2 separate regions of the Mus musculus genome follow, and region 1 is linked to region 2. Evidence: chromatin contacts called from public HiChIP or PLAC-seq data. All regions are on one chromosome and are shown on one strand. Each heading gives the region's core, a stretch centred on a gene start, on an enhancer-like site or on the middle of the called end of the contact. The rest is flanking DNA. Distances are from core to core; before and after follow the strand shown.

Region 1 (2,827 bases), core at 56-2,555, 190 kb after region 2:
ACTGCTCTTCCAAAGGTCCAGTGTTCAAGTCCCAGCAACCACATGGTGGCTCACAACCATCTGTAATGGGATCTGGTGCCCTCTTCTGGAGTGTCTGAAGACAGCTACAGTGTACTTACATATAATAAATAAATAAATCTTAAAAACAAACAAACAAAACAAAACAAACAAACAAACACAAACCAGTGATAAATCCAAAGAAGCTAGGATCAAAAGCCATATTATGGCCGCCATTCAGAAGTCCAGTCCACAAAGGCCCTTCCCCAGGGTGGTCAGGGCTGGCCACAGAGCTGAGGGGTCTGGATGAGACAGAGTGGAGGGTGTGGATGTGTGTGTCCATCTGGATTACATCGTCTGACTTGATGACACTGTAAGAACAGGCCCTTGCTTTCACCAAGTGTAAGTTACTACAATCAACAGGAGAGACAAGCATGGTGGGTTTTGTTTGCTTGCTTGCTTTCTTTCTTTCTTTCTTTCTTTCTTTCTTTCTTTCTTTCTTTCTTTCTCTCTCTTTCTCTCTCTCTCTCTCTTTCTTTCTTTCTTTCTTTCTTTCTTTCTTTTTTCTTTCCCTTGAGATAGGGTCTCTCCATGTAGAGATGGATGTCCTGCAGTGTTATGGGGATCAGGTTGGCCTTGAAATCATGGTACTCTGTCTGCTTCTGCAAGCTGATGGCAGAGGAAGGTGGACATTGCTCGCCACCACACCAGCCCTTGGCTGCTCTCCTTGATCTCCTCATCCCAAAGTCTCTGGACATGCCCTCTGGGCTTGGATGTTTGCTGTCCTTACTACCACCACGATCTGCTTTCAAACCATTGACCATTCCTCCCCCAGGGAATGCAGGGCCAAGTTTGTTTGATGTGGTTTCAATCCTGAGGACCTGTAATGGTTCTTGTCTGCAGGAAACACTCAGCATGGGTGACTGCCTTGGGAATGGTACCTGTCTATGTCCTGTTGGAATCTGGCCACCTGTGCCTTGAGCTTCATCTCTTCTTCCTGCAGCGTGTGAATCTGAAAGTCTTTGGAGACAGTCTCCTTGGACATCTGCGTGATCTGGGCGTCCCAGGCAGCTTTCAGAGCTGCCGCATCTTCACGAAATCTGCACGGGAAGAGTTTGGGAGTGCAGTGAGCGTCTCCTGTTCTCTCTCGTGCTCCCATACAGACCCAGAGGAGCACACACACAGTTGGCCAGCCCTCTCAAAAAGCCACATTAGAAGGCAAACCATTGCCTAATTTAAGACCATGGTTCTACTCAGGAAGAAACATCCAGCAGCCAGCCAAGCTACTGTTAACTAATTGACTATAAAGGGCCAAATTACGCAAGGGGGAAAGGTGATCTGTACACACAGCCTGTGGGACTGAGGAAGTGCTGCTGGTGAGTCACCTCTGCATCTTTCACTGTGCCCAGTCCAGCACCTAACACACTTCAAGAAGACTCTAGAGGCCACACATTAGCTTGACAGTCAAGTGTTGCTGGGCAAACCGCCCAAACACGCAAGCTTTCCCAAAAAACACACATCAAGTGACACTTTCAGGAGAGGCCATCTAACCAAGACCATCCCTGCTCACGGAAAACCTGCCTTTGTCACACGGTGCACCAAAGACCACACCCCTGGGAACAGACCTTCTGGGGCTCTGTGCTGATGGGCTGTCCCGTGTGGGCATGACAAGCAGAAGGTGAGTAGCTGCCCTGAATCAAGAGCCAGGTGTTGAGTCTCAAACCTGCCCTGGAACAGCATGGAGAGCCACTGTGCCACATCTCACACGCTCTGGGAGTACTGAAAACAGGACACACGAGGCAGCCACTTTCAGTCACTTTGGGCAAGCCCACCTGACTCTGCCTTCTGAGCCGGTGTCTGGTACTGAGGAAATGCTCCTGGAAATGCCCTCAGCAACACTTCTCACCAGGCTGCTTCCCAGGCCGGCATTCCCAGGGTCAGCACAGAAACACCTGGTCCAGTGACCTGTGTCCACTGTGGCCTCCTTCACATTCTACCTCCTTTCCCCAACACGTGGCCTGACTTAGCTGCCAGTATGACTACTGCCGTCTTACAGTGAAGACCAGTAGACTCTGACTGCTCCAAGTGGAGCAGACATGCCACTAGCAAACCTGTGTCTTTATCCTAATCATACATGTGTGCAAACCCACCGAGAGGGCAAGCACTGAGCACTGAGGTTGTCACAGAATGCCAGCACATGCTGGACAGAGGTGGACTGGTCACCAAACTCCCCACAAGTAAGAAGAGAGATTCAAATTTGGGTTTTCTGAACATGTTCTTTTGAGATGGGGTTTCAGTTAGCAGCCTAGGCTGGCCTCACCTTAAGAGCTCTGAGATTACAGATACATGTCACCCTGCCCTGTTTTCTACTGTCAGGGAAATGCCCTGTCTGTAGTAGTAACCCCCCCCCCCCTTTTTTTTTTGGTTTTTTTGAGACAGGGTTTCTCTGTGTAGCCCTGGCTGTCCTGGAACTCACTTTGTAGACCAGGCTGGCCTGGATGTGACACACTATAATTCCAGGAAGCTAAGGCTGGAGGATTATGAGTTCCAAGCTAGCCAGGACTATACAGAGTGAGACCCTGTCAAAACACAAAGTCATTTAGTTTAAGGCTTCAAGAGGAGGCAGGAAGCAGCCAGGCTCTGTAGGGCCCTGCCACTGCAAAGGAACAGCAATGAGCCAGCATTCGTTCCTCGAGGCAGCCACAGCACAGCTGGGCATCGTTGGCTCACTATGGTGAGCTGCTTGGGTTTCTTACAAAATAAACCAGAGCACACTGGACTTAACAAAGCAGTACCACCAAGCTTCTCAAAGTACAATTGCTAGTTTTAT
Region 2 (3,081 bases), core at 10-2,509:
CCACCAGAGATGGAGCAGACCTTGGTGGTCTGGTTTTTTGTTTGTTTCCTTTTTTTTTTTTTTTTTTTTTTTTTTTTGGGTTTTCCAGATAGGGTTTCTCGTGTAGCCCTGGCTCTCCTGGAACTCACTCTGTAGACCAGGCTAGCCTCGAACTCAGAAATCCGCCTCCTCTGCCTCCCGAGTGCTGGGATTGAAGGCATGCGCCACCATGCCCACCTGGTGGTCTGTTTTTAAATTTTTTTTTTTAGATTTATTTATTTATTTCATGTATGTGAATAATGTAGCTGTCTTCAGACACGCCAGATCCCATTACAGATGGTTGTGAGCCACCATATGGTTGCTAGGAATTGAACTCAGGACCTCTGGAAGAGCAGTCGGCGCTCTTAACCACTGAGCCATCTCTCCAGCCCCTGGTGGTCTGTTTTAAGACAGTGAAGATGAAATAGTTCTAGGCCTGAGGGGTTCCTATCCTGGCAGGGTTCAGGTTGAGGAGTTGGGTCCTCAAGAGGGACCAGGGATGCTGTCATTAGGCAGGCCTCGCTTGCATCAGGATGGGGATCCTAGAAGTGGTCTGTACTGTGGTTCCCACCTCGCTGAACATGTAGGATAGTGGGATGCACTACGGAGTCCTCACATCCAGGGCTTAGCATCTACCACCAACAGGGTGGCTGCTGAGCCTGCATTGCTGGGGATACCTTTGGCGCTCATTGTCCCTAGGTTCCCAGCAGGACCTTGAACAATGAGTGGTGTTCCCCTTTCTCCACAGTGGGGGATCTTCGAGACTTTGTTAGGAGCCACCTGGGGAACCCCGAGCTCTCCTTTTACCTATGTAAGTCTCTGTTCCTCAGCTGGCCCTGCCTCCATCTGGCACGACCCTTTTTCCCTCGTTTTAGTCTGCAAAGTGTGACCTTCTCTCTGGGATGGGATTTAAGATAGCTTTTGCTCTAGGAGCCAAGTTGTCTAGCTCTCCAATCCTGGGTCCCTTGCAGGGAGCTGATATCAGTGCCCAGCTCCCCAGTTTGGCCTTTTTCCCAGTCTCACCCTGTGACTCAAGCTGCAAGGGGGACTGGATCCAGGAACAGGGTTGTCACCAGGGTGACGAGGACCCCTGTGAGCAGCAGAGGTGGGTGGACAGCCTGTGACCTGAGATGTGATTCACAAGTCCTACTGAGGTCTGTCTGCCCTGACACATGGGGCCTACCAGTGTCCTAAAAGACAGCCCCCTCTCTCCACAGTCATCGCTCCACCCAAAATGGTCCTGGATGACCACACGCTGACTCTCTTTCAGGTACTGCTTTCCTCACGGGAGGGCGTTGCTGGGCTGACTGTACTGGGAGGGCAGGGCGCCATGCTGCGGTTGGGTTGGGAAGGAGTGCCCTGGCAGGCGCTGTGGTGGGTAATAAAGCCTTTTAGAGCCGGTGAATTCAGAGGGAGCAGTGCGCCTCTGAAGTTGTTTCTGACAGGGCTTTCCAGCCTCCTCCGCTTCCTGCCTGGCCCCGGGGTGGGGATGGGCCTGCCCAACTAGCTGGCCTGCTGTCCTCAGCTGGGGCCGTCTGGAGGTCCTGGCCCCTGGGCTGCTGTATGACACCAGCTCCTTAGCCTCTGGGTGAGGAAGAGGCCTTGGCAGCCTGGTCTAGGAGTGGTACCAGGCCTCAGGAGGGCTGGGGTCTCCCGGGGTCCTTAGCTGCCTTTAGCTGTCATCTCTGCCTCTTTCCCTAGATCTCCTGCCTGTCTCAGGTAGGAGTGTGTAGTTGGCCCCAGGCTTTTCCACGGGGCCTCCAGAGGCAGACACTACTTGACCCTGCACCCTGCAGAGCCAATTGGAATGAATGCCTTGTCTTCCCATTCCCCCCCCCCCCCCCAGCATCTGGGACCTCCTTAGTCCCTCTAGTCTAATGGTTTCCTTTTCAAAGTCTTTAGATATTTTAATTAACAACAGAGGTGCCTGAAGGCCTCTACAAAAGTCTGGGTTGGGGGTGACAGGCTCCACTGGCTGCCTAGAACTGCCACCATTGGGGTGAGACAGGGCAAGGAACAAGCTGGAAGCTCACCAGGGACTGTACATTTAGGGAAGTGCAGCCACATGGCTCTGCTGTAAGGGAAAGCAAGGAGGTGTCCCAGAGCAGGCCTGTGACCCCATGATCCCCTTCTTGGCTTATGAACCTCCAGGCGCCAGCTCTCTTTCTTCATCTCTGCCCCTCCCTACCTCCCTGGCCAGTGTGTTGATAAACACTGAATCTGTAAGATGCTTTGGGATTGAGGCCAGTGCCCAGGCCCCTCCCCTAGTCTGGGTTCACATGCCCCCTCCCCAAGCCCCAGTGTGCCTCTCACCCGCCTCTGCCTGATTCCTGGTGACACTCTGCCCCTGCTACCAGCAGCCGTCTCCTTTCATCTGTCAGCTCTGTCTGGAGCCACGGGGCCTCCCAAGGGGTGGCATCCCTTCCTGCTGCTGAGGGAAAGAAGCCCGCTCCCCTCCCGTAGGTGAGCAGGCAGCAGCCCTTGAAGCTGCAGCGTTCACAGCTCTGTCTTTGGCAGGGCTGGGCTCTGCTGCCCAGGGGTGGTCTACATTAGACTATGTGGGATGCCAGTAGCCCAGGAGAGCAGGGGCTTTCGGAGGGCATGGGGGCAGGGAGAACTAAACCACAGAGAGGTAGGGTGCAGAGCCCCACCTGCACTGTGAATTTTCTGGGCCTGAGCCCTAGGCCCCCCGCTGTCCCCAGCCACCCCCTTGCTCAAGGTTTAGGAGATGAGTAGTATTTTGTTGGTGCCATAGGGAAGGAAGAAGGGCAAGGCAGGGAAAAGCCTATGGTCCTATGCCCAGCCCCACCTGGCCTGCTGTGCTTTCTGAAGCTTGGCGAGGTCTTGCCTTCCATGCCCCGTAGGTGTATTCTGGGAATTGCTGATCAGTTGCAACCCTCATTCCTCCCCCTGGGCTCTAAGTGGTCCTGGGAGCCTAAGGGGAGGGGTGTAGCTTGAACCTGGTGGTCAGGCGGTCAAGTGTGTTCACTGCTTTTTCTGTTTGTCTGTGGTAGGGGTAGGGAGAGTGGGTTCCAGCCCGGCATCCCAGCCGGTGTCAGCTCC

Evidence for each region. HiChIP or PLAC-seq counts read pairs in DNA pulled down with a chosen protein or histone mark.
Region 1: a FOXA1 HiChIP or PLAC-seq map of pancreatic cancer cells shows a contact between it and region 2. The contact joins two enhancer-like sites. A contact is called at or near these places in 4 of 39 promoter capture datasets (the 3T3-L1 cell line, embryonic stem cells, liver and 1 more), 1 of 15 datasets of contacts at CTCF or cohesin (large pre-B cells), 13 of 484 Hi-C or Micro-C datasets (B cells, the C10 cell line, CD8 T cells and 7 more), 4 of 115 datasets of contacts at active chromatin or transcription factors (astrocytes, bone marrow-derived dendritic cells, double positive thymocytes and 1 more) and 4 of 9 other capture datasets (adipose tissue, embryonic stem cells, liver and 1 more).

Annotation. Positions count from the first base shown.
Region 1 is chr11:120,896,871-120,899,697 of GRCm38.p6, forward strand. It overlaps Ccdc57 (coiled-coil domain containing 57), which reads right to left. Exons shown (of 19, transcript NM_027745.1): 8 at 939-1,097. Among named protein-coding and RNA genes, the nearest start is that of A430102A20Rik, 35 kb to the right of the region's middle. Within about 2 kb of position 1,306, at least 36 of the 459 cell types and tissues checked have an H3K27ac peak or open chromatin away from gene starts, as enhancers often do. A contact at or near this core is called in pancreatic cancer cells, where this site is marked.
Region 2 is chr11:120,702,837-120,705,917 of GRCm38.p6, forward strand. It overlaps Aspscr1 (alveolar soft part sarcoma chromosome region, candidate 1 (human)), which reads left to right. Exons shown (of 16, transcript NM_026877.2): 11 at 767-829; 12 at 1,236-1,288. Among named protein-coding and RNA genes, the nearest start is that of Cenpx, 9.4 kb to the right of the region's middle. Within about 2 kb of position 1,260, at least 74 of the 459 cell types and tissues checked have an H3K27ac peak or open chromatin away from gene starts, as enhancers often do. A contact at or near this core is called in pancreatic cancer cells, where this site is marked.